4 separate regions of the Mus musculus genome follow, and regions 2, 3 and 4 are each linked to region 1. Evidence: chromatin contacts called from public Micro-C and promoter capture Hi-C data. All regions are on one chromosome and are shown on one strand. The core of a region is the stretch at or near the end of the contact, and the rest is flanking DNA. Distances in the headings are between cores, read along the strand shown. Region 1 holds the start of Zyg11a (zyg-11 family member A, cell cycle regulator). Region 2 holds the start of Slc1a7 (solute carrier family 1 (glutamate transporter), member 7). Region 3 holds the start of Gpx7 (glutathione peroxidase 7). Region 4 holds the start of Shisal2a (shisa like 2A).

Region 1 (2,910 bases), core at 131-2,630:
TACATTTCTTGATAGATATTACCAAAGCAAAATCTGTTATAGTTCTGGGAATGCTGTCCCCCCCCCCCCCCCACTTCTTTTTTTCCACTTTGGACAGTTTCTCTGTGTAGCTTTGGCTTCCTGGAACTCACTCTGTAGACTAGGTTGGCCTCAAACTAACTCCTGAGTGCTGGGATTAAAGACGTGTCCCACCATGGCTCAGCAAATGTTGTCTCCTTTTATAAATATGGAGATATACAAAGAACTAACTTTATTAACTCCCAAAAAATACATAGGCATATGAGTTAAAACCTGCAAGGCCCGAGGAGTAGCTCACTTGGTAAGACGCTTGTCTTGTAAGCAGGGACAAGCAGAAAGAAGCTGGGTCCCCTGTCACTTGCTTGTAATTGTAACCCCAGTATTGTTGAGAATGCAAGGCCAGCCTGAGTTACTTAGTGAGTTCCAGACCAGCCTGATCTTGGGTGGAATTTTATTTCCAGAATAAAATTAAAATAGGGGCTAAGGAGATGGCTCAGAGGTTAAAAGAGGGCACAGGGTTCTTCTAGAGGCCGAAACTCTGTTCCCAGCACCCACATCTGCCTGTCACCGGTGTATTTTTCGCTGTCCCCCACCCCACCCCCGCCAGGTACTGAGCATCCAAGATCACTAAGTTCTAGTGTAGACCCAGTCACCCTCGGGCTCGCCGCCTTCCGCACTCGGTTCCTGGGGCAGGTGGGTGGGCGACTTAGGGGAGCCGCTGCGTGGGGCGCTAAGAGGAGGCGGCTCGGGGCCCTGAGGAGAGGGGCGGGTCTGTGCTTGCTGAGGTGAGGCCATCTGAAGGGAGCGGGCTGAGGAGACCGGGCGGGCTGGAGGTCTGAGGAGAGGAGCGGGGCTAGCCTGAGGGGGTGGCGCCTGCGCGCAGCGGGGGGCTCAGTATGGCTGGGGTTCGAACTCGGGCGCCTTCCTCAGCAGCGCAGCGAACAGGAACCCCGCGAGGGCTGGACGCGGCGTCCACGGAGCCTGGAGCCCGGAGCCCGGGCCGGCCTGCCGGCGACTTCCAGGGAACCGTCACGCCCAACTCGCCGCCCGCCCGCCCGCCCGGAGGAGGCCGCCCCGCACCAGCCCGCCCGCCCGCGGGCCGCGCTGCACGACGGGCGGACGCCCCGGAGCCCGGACGGCGGCCACACTCACCTGCACCAAGCAGTGGCCCTGCGCGTCCTGCTGGGCGTCGGGCAGGACGAGGGCCCGCGGCCACAGCAACGGATGCAAGAAATGGACCATGACGCCGACGCCGCCCACGCGAGCCCGGCCGCCGACGTCGCGCCCCGGCGCCCCGGAGGAGAGCGCAGGAAGGTCGCCCGGCACGGGAGGAGAGCTCAGGAAGGTCGGCCGGCGTTTGAATGGCCGCCCCACGCCGCGCACAGGTCCGCCGCGACCCCGCCCCCGCCGCACGCCCAATGGTCCTCGCTCTCCAGCCTCAGCCACCCAACTCCTATTCACTCCTCGGAGGCCGAGCGCCCTGAGACCCACGCTGCCGAGGGCGTTCGCATAGCACGCACAGCGTTCCTCATTGTACATTTTTATTTTGTTTCTTCTTTTTATGGGGGGGTATTTTGTGGGGGGGGGGTGTTTTTTTGTTTGTTTGTTTTTTGTTTGGTTGGTTTTGGTTTTGAAATAAGGTTTCTCTGTGTAGCCCTGGCTGGTCCTAGAACTCCAAGTTCATAGACGTCCACCGGCCTCTGCCTCCAAAGTACTGGTATTAAAGAAGTAGCCACCCACCAGGGCTTGATTTTTTTTTTTTTTTTTTTTTTTGAGTTAGATAAGGAATCTAGAGCGCATTGTAGGCCAGGGCTCTACCACGTGCCAGATTTTTAAGTGCTTTAAACAAATTAAAAAGCATTTTCAAAGGCTTTGCCCCAGATACCAGTCACGTTTTGACTCCTTGATGAGGATTAACGGTACAAAATATTTCTAGAGGCTGCTAACCTGGTTGGAAGGGGACAGAGTGCAGTGTTAACGTCTGCTTACACACACGACACGCACACACAATAAAATTTCAAAAACAAAACACAGCACCTATTTTTATAAGAGCACAGGGAAGTGGAAACAGGATCAAAGGTTGAAGGTTTTCTTCTGAAAACTAGTTTGAAACTAACCTCAGCCCCCATTACTTTAAGACCATCTTATTTAACATACAACTATTGCTCGGATCCAGGCCAATGCTGTTAAGAGACCTAGACAGACAGGTGAAAGGCAGAGACAGAGAGCCCAATCTCTTGGATTGCTGGGGGTATCTGAAGCCTAATTTTTATCAACTACATGTAAGATCAGGTGAGAGCACACAGGCAGAAACCAGGATTGCTAAAGATAAGGTTTGTACTCAGGCACTTCCCAGGCTCGTGCTAGATGAAGGAATTCAAATGTTAAAATTAGTTTTCAAGAACAAAGGACCAGGCTACGCTTCCCTCAGCGGTCTGTTTTCTTGTTCACCAGCCTGGAATTTGCATTATAGCTGAAGATGACCTTGAACTGATTCTTCCACTTCCACCTCCCAAGGTGCAAGGTGAGTTGTATACAGCTGTCCTTGAAAGTAACTACAAAGCTAGCGATGCGGGGGCGTGGCTGCTAGCCATGTGGGGGCGTGGCTGTTAGACCACTCACTCCGCACACTGCAAGAACAGAATTTTAGGAATGAGAACAAGCCATTGCGGAAACTGAAGGTTAGAAGTAAGAGCCAGGATGAAGGGATTTTACCTGGGAAAGCATGGGCCTTTGATCCCAGCACTCGAGGGAGGCAGAGGCAGATTGAACTCTGTGAGTTCTGGACTGGGTAGGGCCAAAATAAATCAAAGACTCATTATTCAAATTTGTGATTTAAGTTGGCATGGCGGTGGTGAACGTCTGCAATCTCAGAATTTGGGAGACACAAGA
Region 2 (2,910 bases), core at 173-2,672, 250 kb before region 1:
TGCCTATTATCATATCAAAGGTGACACTGGCCCCCAGGTCCTCCCAGCATCCCTCAGTCCCTACTTGTTACAGAATCTTCCTGACAGGCATACCCAACACCCCCCACCCCAGGACTCTCCAATTCAGGGGCTCCCCTCTCACCACCCCCCAGCTCCTCTGGTCCCTAGATAACTCAGCCATTTTGGCTAGTTATCACCAGTCTTTGGCCCAGACCCCTCTTGATCCCAGCTCCTGCCTTGCCCTCCCTCCACCTCTCTCCTCACACAGCCAGGCTCAGTCTGGCTACATCCATCTAGACTCATCCAGATGCCTCTGGCTGTTTTCTCCCTCTTATCTACAGTGAACCTTTCCCTCTACCACACCTGGGAGCAATCATTTTGTCCTCCTTTTTGTTTCTTTTTTTCATTCAGATGTGATCAAGACACATTGTTCATATGTATAAAAAAGAATAAATAAGAATACTTTTAAGGGCTGGTGAGATGGCTCAGTGGGTTAGAGCACCCGACTGCTCTTCCAAAGGTCCGGAGTTCAAATCCCAGCAACCACATGGTGGCTCACAACCATCTGTAACGAGATCTGACTCCCTCTTCTGGAGTGTCTGAAGACAGCTACAGTGTACTTACATATAATGAATAAATAAATCTTAAAGACTCCCTCTTCTGGAGTGTCTGAAGACAGCTACAGTGTACTTACATATAATGAATAAATAAATCTTAAAAAAAAAGAATACTTTTAAAATAAAAAACAGTTCCTGAGGGACATGGGATGGGTCATCTTGGACTTAAAGCCCCTTGGAAGAAAGTTTATTCATTTCCTGTTGTCATTAGGCTGAGGTCAGGACAACTAAACTCAAGTCTAAATTCCTCACAGTGTCACCTGACCCCACACTGCTGAGTGCCAGCTTAGTGACTGTGCCGAGGGACCCAGGCTCTTGGGGTCTCAGTGGTCTCAGATCTCAATGAGGTCATCAAATGGCAATGATGTGGAGACTGGAACCCAGACCCAAAGTGTTGAGGTTGAGCTCCCCCCCCCCCCCTGACTCTCAGTAGCTCACAGGGTAAGCCTGGGCGCATTGTTACTCTTTCCACAGAGGACACCCGTGAATCTGCACTGACAAATTCACACACTCACTCCTGGAGACTGACGTCAGTATGAATCATGCTGACACAATACCATGCATCTAGGACAGCCATCAGATGTCCACTAGCACTACTGAGGTGGGCGGTCACTGGAACCTCGCTGCCTTGCTTCTACATCTTTCCGGAATAGGTGGAGGTGAAGCACCTCTGCTTCCTCTCATGGTGTCTGGTCCCTCCCCTCTTCAAGAGAAGCATTTGGCTTTGAGGACTGGACGCCCCGACCACGTGGCCTGCTCTAATTTCCCAGGCCCTAATCTGCTCCTAGCTCCTAATGATGCAGCTGGTAATAGGATTGTGGCTTCCCTCTGGACGGCTGCACAGACCATGGCTGCAAGGCTGCTGATAGGTGCCTAGGACTCTGTTCACCTGTAAGCAGAGAGGCTTGTGCCTCCAGCCCAGCCCTGGGCCTCATCTGACAGTGCATGGAATGGTGCCAACAGGCTGGGCTCAGCATGGTGCTCGACGCTGTCCTGGCTCGAGGGCGCACAGTGTGTAAGCACAACGGGCTGCTCATCCTGTCTGTGCTCTCTGTCATCGTGGGCTGCCTCCTTGGCTTCTTCCTCAGGACCCAGCGCCTCTCACCACAGGTCAGGCCCCCCCGGGGAGGTGTGGGTCTGCGGGGCTGGGGTTCTTAGAATTGTTACAGTAGGTGAGCCAGGTTGCTTCTTTGGGTCCCAGTGTTCCCATCTATATCGTGGGTGTAAAAACACCCACTGGTGTGAGATGTCAGTAAAATGGCTGGCGAAATGGCAGCAAAGCCACAAAGCCAGCACAGTAAGGTGGCTGGGGACAAAGACGCGCCACTGAAAAAGCATAAGGTTGAGAGCAATGGAGAGGAGACCGGGGGTCTTCAGAGAACACCCCTACAGGTCCCTAACCAGGATCCAGAATGGGTTTCCTATGCGGCAGGACCAGCAGGATGAGGCTCAAGGGTGCATGAAAGTTGGGAGCAATGGGTCAAGCCTTTTATTTGGAGGAGGGCTATTGGAATATACAGGGAAAGTAAGGGGCTGGAGTGTAGAGAGCAAAGGCTGAAAGGTTCCCATCACCAGACACAGGCTTGGGATAACCCTGCAAACCATGGAAAGGAAGAGAGACCTGAAGGATGAACACTTTAGAGTGATCCCTGGGTGCAGAGTGGAAGATGAGGTGGTCGTGGATCAGATGGGGTTGGGGGAAGCTGCAGGGAAGCAAGTGACCCTGGGCTGAAGAGGAGGTGTGAGAACAGCGCTCATGGAGAGGAAACTTCAGGAGGTGTGGCTGGCGGGAAATGGGAGACAGAGTGGTGAGGCTGCCTCATCAATGCATCATCTGGGAAAGATCTTTCTGTGGACCGGGGAAGACCCCGGTGATGTTACATAAGACACTATAGATGCCTGTTCCAACAAGGGAGACACAGTTCAGGACCATGGAGACAGTGTCAAGACCTCCAGCTGGGGAGACAAGCCTGAACTCCCCATGCAGCAGAGACAGGTGGGGTTTACAGCCCAGGCACAGAGGGACAGACAGCTCAGTGGGCAGGAAATGACTATGAAAGGGGACATCAAGAGTGAGGCCCTTGCCTGGTGCAGCAAGGCGGGGATCAAGTATTGAAAAGAGAAGGAAAAAAAATTGGATCAGATCTTGAATTGGATCAGATCTCGAGGGTAAGGGGGTTCTCATCAGATCTACTTAGCAGGGTTTTGGTTATGGTCCCACCATGGAGGCTCACTGAAAAGAGGGCTCTGAGGAATCTGTTTTCAGTGGAGTCTGTCTGTCCAGACCCCATAG
Region 3 (2,910 bases), core at 204-2,703, 190 kb after region 1:
GCGCCTAAAGCTTACCTAATGTTTCTACACTGTTTTCTCTCTTGAAACTTACAGCACACTGGTCAGGGCAAGGACTCTCAGTGTAATCGAGAACAACAAGGCTATTGAGAATAGTTTTGCCCCTAAAGATACTCTTGCTTGCAAGAAAAGCCTACTGAACCATCCAACTCTGGATGATGGGGTCACAAGTCAGTTAGTGTTCAATAGCAGTCTTCACACCAGGATCTCCAACTCCAACTCAAGAGACAAAAGGTTCTTTGAAGGATTTTTAAAAATTAATTAATTACCTTTTTTTTTTTTTTTTTTTTTTTAAAGATAGGGTCTCACCATGTAGCCCTGGCTTTCTGGATCGCCCAATGTAGATAGACACTAAATTGGTCTTGAACTCACAGACTCTCTTCCTTCAGCATGCTGGGATTAAAGGTGTGTGCTACCATGCTCCTCTCTTGAGAAGATTCTTCATCGCACCAGAGTCTCTGAACTTTACAGTTCAAAGTCTCCCTGGCAGTCAGCCTCATCTAACACCGGTTAGTCTAGCAGTTTGTATCTCTCAAGTACCCGCTGCTGAAATCCCTGGTCCACCCTGACCTTTCTTGTTGTTTTGCTTCTGTGTCTGGACTTGGCCAGCTCTCTCTGTCTGGATTGATCTGTCTTGCTCAAGTTTTATTTAAAAGACCCAATCCTGACACACTTCCTTCTTACTGTGATTCGCCTAGTGAGTAGGGCAGGCCCATTAGCAACTCCATCACAACTGCCCTCTAAGGGGTGGGTCTTAGGAGGATCAAGGATGGGAAGGGTGTATAGGGGGTTCTCTTACAACTTGGATTGCTTTCCACTGTTGTATCTTTGCTCTCAGGGCCTGAGGGTGGATTCTAAGAATCATGAAAAGGTCCATTTTTGATGGTCACTCCCTCCACTGCACATTTGTCTCTCTGCGTTCTCATTGGACCCACTGTTACAGGAGCAGAAGCTGGACTGGACCGGCAAAGGGCCATAAAGGCTAGGGTTTCTTTTCCACTTGGGAGAGGCAAAGCGGAGAGCGGAGGGCATTCACCTTCCGGGTGAGATCCTGAGCCTCGCAGAGCGCAGTCAGCGCGGGTGGCTCCTAAGCTGTGCCACGTAGCCGCAGGCCTGAGTGGGCAAGGGTTTGGGAGCGCCGGTTGCACCGATCTCGCGGCTGGGATGAGCAGGGTGGTGTCCGAGCTGTGGCACACCCGAGAGTAGCATCCCCACGGAGCCCCTCCCTCCCCTCCGCGCCAGGCCCGCAAGGAATCGTCACTCACCGAGCCACGGTACTTCTCCAGCGACACCAGCTTGCCCCGGATGTTGACCGCCTTGAAGTCGTAGAAGTCCTGCTCGGATTGCGCGCAGGCCGCGGCCCACAGGAGCAGCCACGCCGTCGCCACAGCTGCAACCATGGTTCACTCCCGAGGTGGCGACTTGGCGAGGGCAAAGACAAGGCGGAGGGGACCCCGCCGTGTGGGGCGGGAGGAGGCGGCCCGCTGGGCAGGACGCGCCCCCTTCTCAGTCGTCTCTGCAGGCGCAGAGTCCCGGCTCTGGACCTCAGTTTCCCTAGCTGCTCTGCGCTGGTTAGCTTCAGATCGCAGGATCCTGTTTTCTTGAGGCTGAGACCAAAATTCGCTCAAACTCAAGCTCAGGGCGCAGAGACTTAATAGGGAGATAGCGGAGAAAAATCTGTGAGGATTAGCTTCTAGTGCCTGGCCTTAGGCGGATCGCTCCACCACTCTGAGCCCCAGTTTCTTTACGGGAATATTACCTAGTGTAGAATTGGGAGTACTGGACTGTAACGGGAAAGTGCTGGAAAACAATTTGATAGCTGAACGATGCGTACAAACTTTAGGTTAATGGATGTAGTGTTTCCCCAAAGTCAGACAAGTGTGGGAGACAAGTCTGCTGCGGTTTGGATTCCAGCAGTGCATGGGGGTTAGGAGAGCTTGCCTATCTAGTCAGTCACTGGATTATTGCCTCCTTACTGGAGGTGCAGCAGGAGCCAAGAAGGCCCGGTATCTCCAGCAGCTGACAGTTAAAAGCTCTTTGTGGACACAAACGTGGGTAGCAGCTGCAATCTCAAGTTAGTGACAAGAGATCTCAATAGCAAGCTACAGCGTTTCCCAGGCGCAGAAAAACGTCTATGACACCCATAAAGGGCCAAGCATCCGGTGGCGACTTAGTATGAGTTAACACACATTTGGAGTACCTGTTCTATGCCAAGTTCAGCTCTAGCCCCCCACCCCCCACCCCCCACCCCCCACCCCCACCCCCCGTGCAGTGAGGGAAAACATGTGGGCTTCCTATTCAGAGGGAGATAGGACACTAAAAATTTTACAGTTAACTCCAAAACTACAGTTGTGGCCGGTACAGTACCACCTAATAAAGTCGAGGTTGTGTGTGGGCAAACGAAAGGAGGTTTGAACTGAACTCTTGACAAATGAATAGAAATTATTCAGGTAAAAGCAGAAAGTTGTACAAGGCCTCCTGGGAGAGTGAAACATGATACAATGGGCAACAAAGACTAGTTTGGCTGACATGAAAGTACGCTTGGGGGTGGGGGAGGGGAGGTAGTCGTGAGGCCACACAGCCTCCGAGGGCCACAATAAAGTTTACAGGCTTGCCCTACATGATAGCCAATGTCTTTAATCCCAGCATTTGGAGGACAGAGGCGGGCAGATCTCTGAGTTAGTGGGCAACCTGGTCTATATAGTACCAGGCCAGCTGTGTGTGACTTAATAGGGAGACATCGTATTAAAAAAAATTACAAGCCTTAAACTAAGAAATAAAGTTTTGGGTTTTTTTTGTTGTTGTTGTTGTTTGTTACTATTAGCTAAAGCATCTTAGTGAGGCCCACATATAGCAGATAGATCCCTCTGGCTTTTTTGTGGTACTCAGACA
Region 4 (2,910 bases), core at 272-2,771, 170 kb after region 1:
TACTGTTAGGGACAAAAAACTCTCCATGGACCACCCCAGTTTTGCTGACACCTCTTACCCAGAGCAGGGGGAGGATCAGGCTCTACTTTCTGGATCCCTTTGGGGACTCAGAGGTATTAAGACCTACTGTCCTCCATCTCCATACTTAGGTTTCAGGATTGTCAGAGTTGGCCCAAGCAACCCAGTTTCTGAACGGCCAGGGAAAATGAAATATTTGCACCCAGACCCCACTATTAAAATGGTTGGAACTGGCCTCTGCTGTGGCATTATGCCACTGTGTCACACTGAACTTGCAGGAAGCCTTGACCCCCAGGTTTATGAGCATAGAGTACACCCCCAGGACTCAAGTATAAGTGTCCAGTAAAGAGAGTGAGAGGGAAGGGAAGGGCTGAGGCTGGGCTGAGATGGGGTTGGGTTGGAGCATCAGGTGAGGATGAAGGTTTGAGGTTGTGGTTTGGATGTAGGTCTAAAGCCAATTAAAGTCAAGTTGTGGGTAAACAGATGAGACGGTTTACAGGCAGGCTTGAGGAGGAGGCTGAGGCAGGTTAAGATTGCAGTAGTAATAGGGAATTCATAAAGCTGGGCTTGGGACTGTGCTGGTACCCGGAACAGCATCCAGAGCTCAGAGCCGCTGTGAGGACTAAGGGTAGAGTTAGGGATTCCTCTGTATGTCTGAAGATAGTATTTGCTGTTAGGGTGAAGGTTGGCTTGTGATTTGAGATTATGTTGAGAGTGATGGCAGAGTGAAGTTCAGAATAGGGACAGAATGAGTGCTTTGGGGGTAGTGCTGGTCAGGTTCAAGTGGGGCTCTAAATTATGGTTGGGGTCAGGATGAAGAAGGAGTTGAGATGGGGCTTTAAGGGTTTGATGTGGTACAAAGCAAGAGTAGGATCAGTGAGGAGTAAGGATGATTTGAGGGAAGGGCACTTAGATGAAGGTGGGGGCTTCCAAGAGGCTGGCTTGCGGGTGGGCTAGTGGGATAAGATGGGAGAAGGGGTTCAAGGTGAGGTTAGAGCCAGGGCCTGTACCTGAGCCACCACATGTAGTTGTGCTCGTAGGGGAAGAAGCTGTGCGGGTCGTCGCAGCAGTACTTGTGGTCGCGGAAGCCACAGCAGAAGACAGCAGCCGCTTCGCCCCCTGGCAGCGGGCAGCTGAAGCCGCGCACCACCTCCTGCTCAGCGCTCACGTAGCTCGAGCAGGCGCCGCTCATCGCGCCTCCTTGGCTCCCTGGACGGACGGACCGACAGCGGGTGAGCGAGAGACAACGGCCGGAGACCCCGCAGATCTTGAGAAAGAGCCCGAGGGCCAGGCAGGCAGGGAAGTGCGCAGGTAGAGGCGCTGCAGAGAAAGGCACGGCGAAAGGCGCGGAGGCGCGCGGTGAGGACGGGGCGCCCGGGGACCCGGTGGTCAGGTGCGCGGGCGCGGAGGCAGGGGTGCACGTGGGGACCCAGTCCAGGGTGGGGGCTGCCTCCTCGCCCCGGCTGCCGAGACACCACGCGACAGCCAGAGAGGCAAGGTGGATATTTGAGGCTCTCGCCTGAGCGAGGTACCACCGTGCGGGCCGCCAGGACCCTTCTCTGGGTAGTTGTGTGCTACGCAGAAGACAGGCAGAACGGGGTCCTCTGGGGTTGATGAATAATACTCCATTTAACTGGCAAAGCAACCTGAAGACCAGGGTTTTCATTGTATAGACGGCAGCTGAGAATCAGAGAGAGACAAGTCATTTCCCCAGGCTCCTTAGCTCATGGGATTTCAACCCTGTTGTCTGGCTGACTCTCAGCAAACCTCCTGTATTCCACATTGGCCTGGATGTCTTGATGACTGGCTTCCAACTCCCAAATGCTGGGATTTTGGGTGTGTGTCCACACCCTGCCCTCCAGTAATATTTTCAAAGTCTTGATTGCCTTTCTTTTCCTCTCCTGCTCTCTCTTTGACACACAATGTTCACACACACTCTTAGCACTCCCTGCTCTTGGCCAAAGACATTGAAGCAATTGTCTCAGGAATAAGCCTTTACCCCCACCTCAATTAGGGGTTGCCAACCTTCACAACTTGTTCCTAGACTACAAGGACAGTGTTCTCCTTCCTGTCTGAAGGTGCTTCCGAGCCTCAGTTTCTCCAGTGTACCCTGAGAGGGTGAACAAGGATCTTTGAGGATTTACCCAGTCCCTCCGAGCCTTAGCTCTGCATTTCCACAGAAGAGGATGGTAGGAGATAGTGTGGTGCATCCCTTTGCTGTGGCAGCTGTGTGTGGGATCATGGATCTGCAGGGGGCTGGGTATAAGCCTAACTGACCCCCTTCACGGCTTCTTTTCCCTTTGACCTGTAAGGCAGTTCAGTTCCACAGATGCCATTGTACACCACGCCTCTGACCTGAAGGTCAGATCCGGGCTGGCCCTTGAGAAACAGCTTGGTGGAGGAATCAACAGGGAGGGATCAATATAGGACCAGGATCATAGGCACAGAGGGGCTCTGTGTAAGGGAATAGCAAAGGTTTTAAGAGGGCAATGCTTTTAAAGGTCAGCCAAAACAATAAACAAAAAGGAGCCAGATCTGGTGGCATATGCCACTAGTCCAAACTATTCAGCAGGCTGAGGCAGGAGGATTGCTTCAGTCCAGGAGTTTAAAGCAAGCCTGGCAATACAGATCTCATCTCAAAAATGAGCAAAAACTTACCTTTGGCATGGATGATAGATAATGGTAGATAGATCATTTGCCTAGTATGCATGAGGGCCCTGGTTTTGTTACCAATACCTCAAACCAAGAAGAACTGTTAATATTCCCAGAAAACTCTTCTCTTGAGCTGTTATCACTGAAGACTGGCACTACTCTATTGAAGGCTCATTTTGACCTCTATTTACCAGAAGGGACAAAGGGGAGGAGCCCTTTGGGAAGGAGGGAGGCCTCTCT

What was found. Promoter capture Hi-C pulls out the DNA fragments that hold promoters and counts their contacts. Hi-C and Micro-C count contacts between places; a contact is called where the count stands out from the background.
Region 2: a promoter capture Hi-C map of stem cell-derived epiblast-like cells shows a contact between it and region 1, with 4 times the contacts expected there. The contact joins the promoter of Slc1a7 here to the promoter of Zyg11a in region 1. A contact is called at or near these places in 22 of 39 promoter capture datasets (the 3T3-L1 cell line, 3T3-L1-derived adipocytes, the C10 cell line and 14 more), 2 of 484 Hi-C or Micro-C datasets (Th1 cells and muscle stem cells), 3 of 115 datasets of contacts at active chromatin or transcription factors (astrocytes, embryonic stem cells and stem cell-derived neural progenitor cells) and 2 of 9 other capture datasets (liver and macrophages).
Region 3: a promoter capture Hi-C map of embryonic stem cells shows a contact between it and region 1, with 2.9 times the contacts expected there. The contact joins the promoter of Gpx7 here to the promoter of Zyg11a in region 1. A contact is called at or near these places in 9 of 39 promoter capture datasets (the C10 cell line, cranial neural crest, embryonic stem cells and 5 more), 1 of 484 Hi-C or Micro-C datasets (embryonic stem cells), 1 of 115 datasets of contacts at active chromatin or transcription factors (embryonic stem cells) and 1 of 9 other capture datasets (adipose tissue).
Region 4: a Micro-C map of embryonic stem cells shows a contact between it and region 1, with 4 times the contacts expected there. The contact joins the promoter of Shisal2a here to the promoter of Zyg11a in region 1. A contact is called at or near these places in 3 of 39 promoter capture datasets (liver and stem cell-derived epiblast-like cells), 2 of 484 Hi-C or Micro-C datasets (both in embryonic stem cells) and 2 of 115 datasets of contacts at active chromatin or transcription factors (bone marrow-derived macrophages and embryonic stem cells).

Annotation. Positions count from the first base shown.
Region 1 is chr4:108,216,663-108,219,572 of GRCm38.p6, forward strand. Zyg11a (zyg-11 family member A, cell cycle regulator) reads right to left here and starts at 1,381. Exons shown (of 14, transcript NM_001167936.3): 1 at 1,171-1,381. The coding sequence starts at 1,260.
Region 2 is chr4:107,966,984-107,969,893 of GRCm38.p6, forward strand. Slc1a7 (solute carrier family 1 (glutamate transporter), member 7) reads left to right here and starts at 1,423. Exons shown (of 11, transcript NM_146255.3): 1 at 1,423-1,727. The coding sequence starts at 1,593.
Region 3 is chr4:108,405,260-108,408,169 of GRCm38.p6, forward strand. Gpx7 (glutathione peroxidase 7) reads right to left here and starts at 1,454. Exons shown (of 3, transcript NM_024198.3): 1 at 1,284-1,454. The coding sequence starts at 1,418. It overlaps Gm32297 (a long non-coding RNA gene), which reads left to right. Exons shown (of 6, transcript XR_003955247.1): 5 at 316-527; 6 at 857-1,288.
Region 4 is chr4:108,382,134-108,385,043 of GRCm38.p6, forward strand. Shisal2a (shisa like 2A) reads right to left here and starts at 1,522. Exons shown (of 3, transcript NM_001099303.2): 1 at 1,029-1,522. The coding sequence starts at 1,210. It overlaps Gm32297 (a long non-coding RNA gene), which reads left to right and starts at 1,090. Exons shown (of 6, transcript XR_003955247.1): 1 at 1,090-1,250.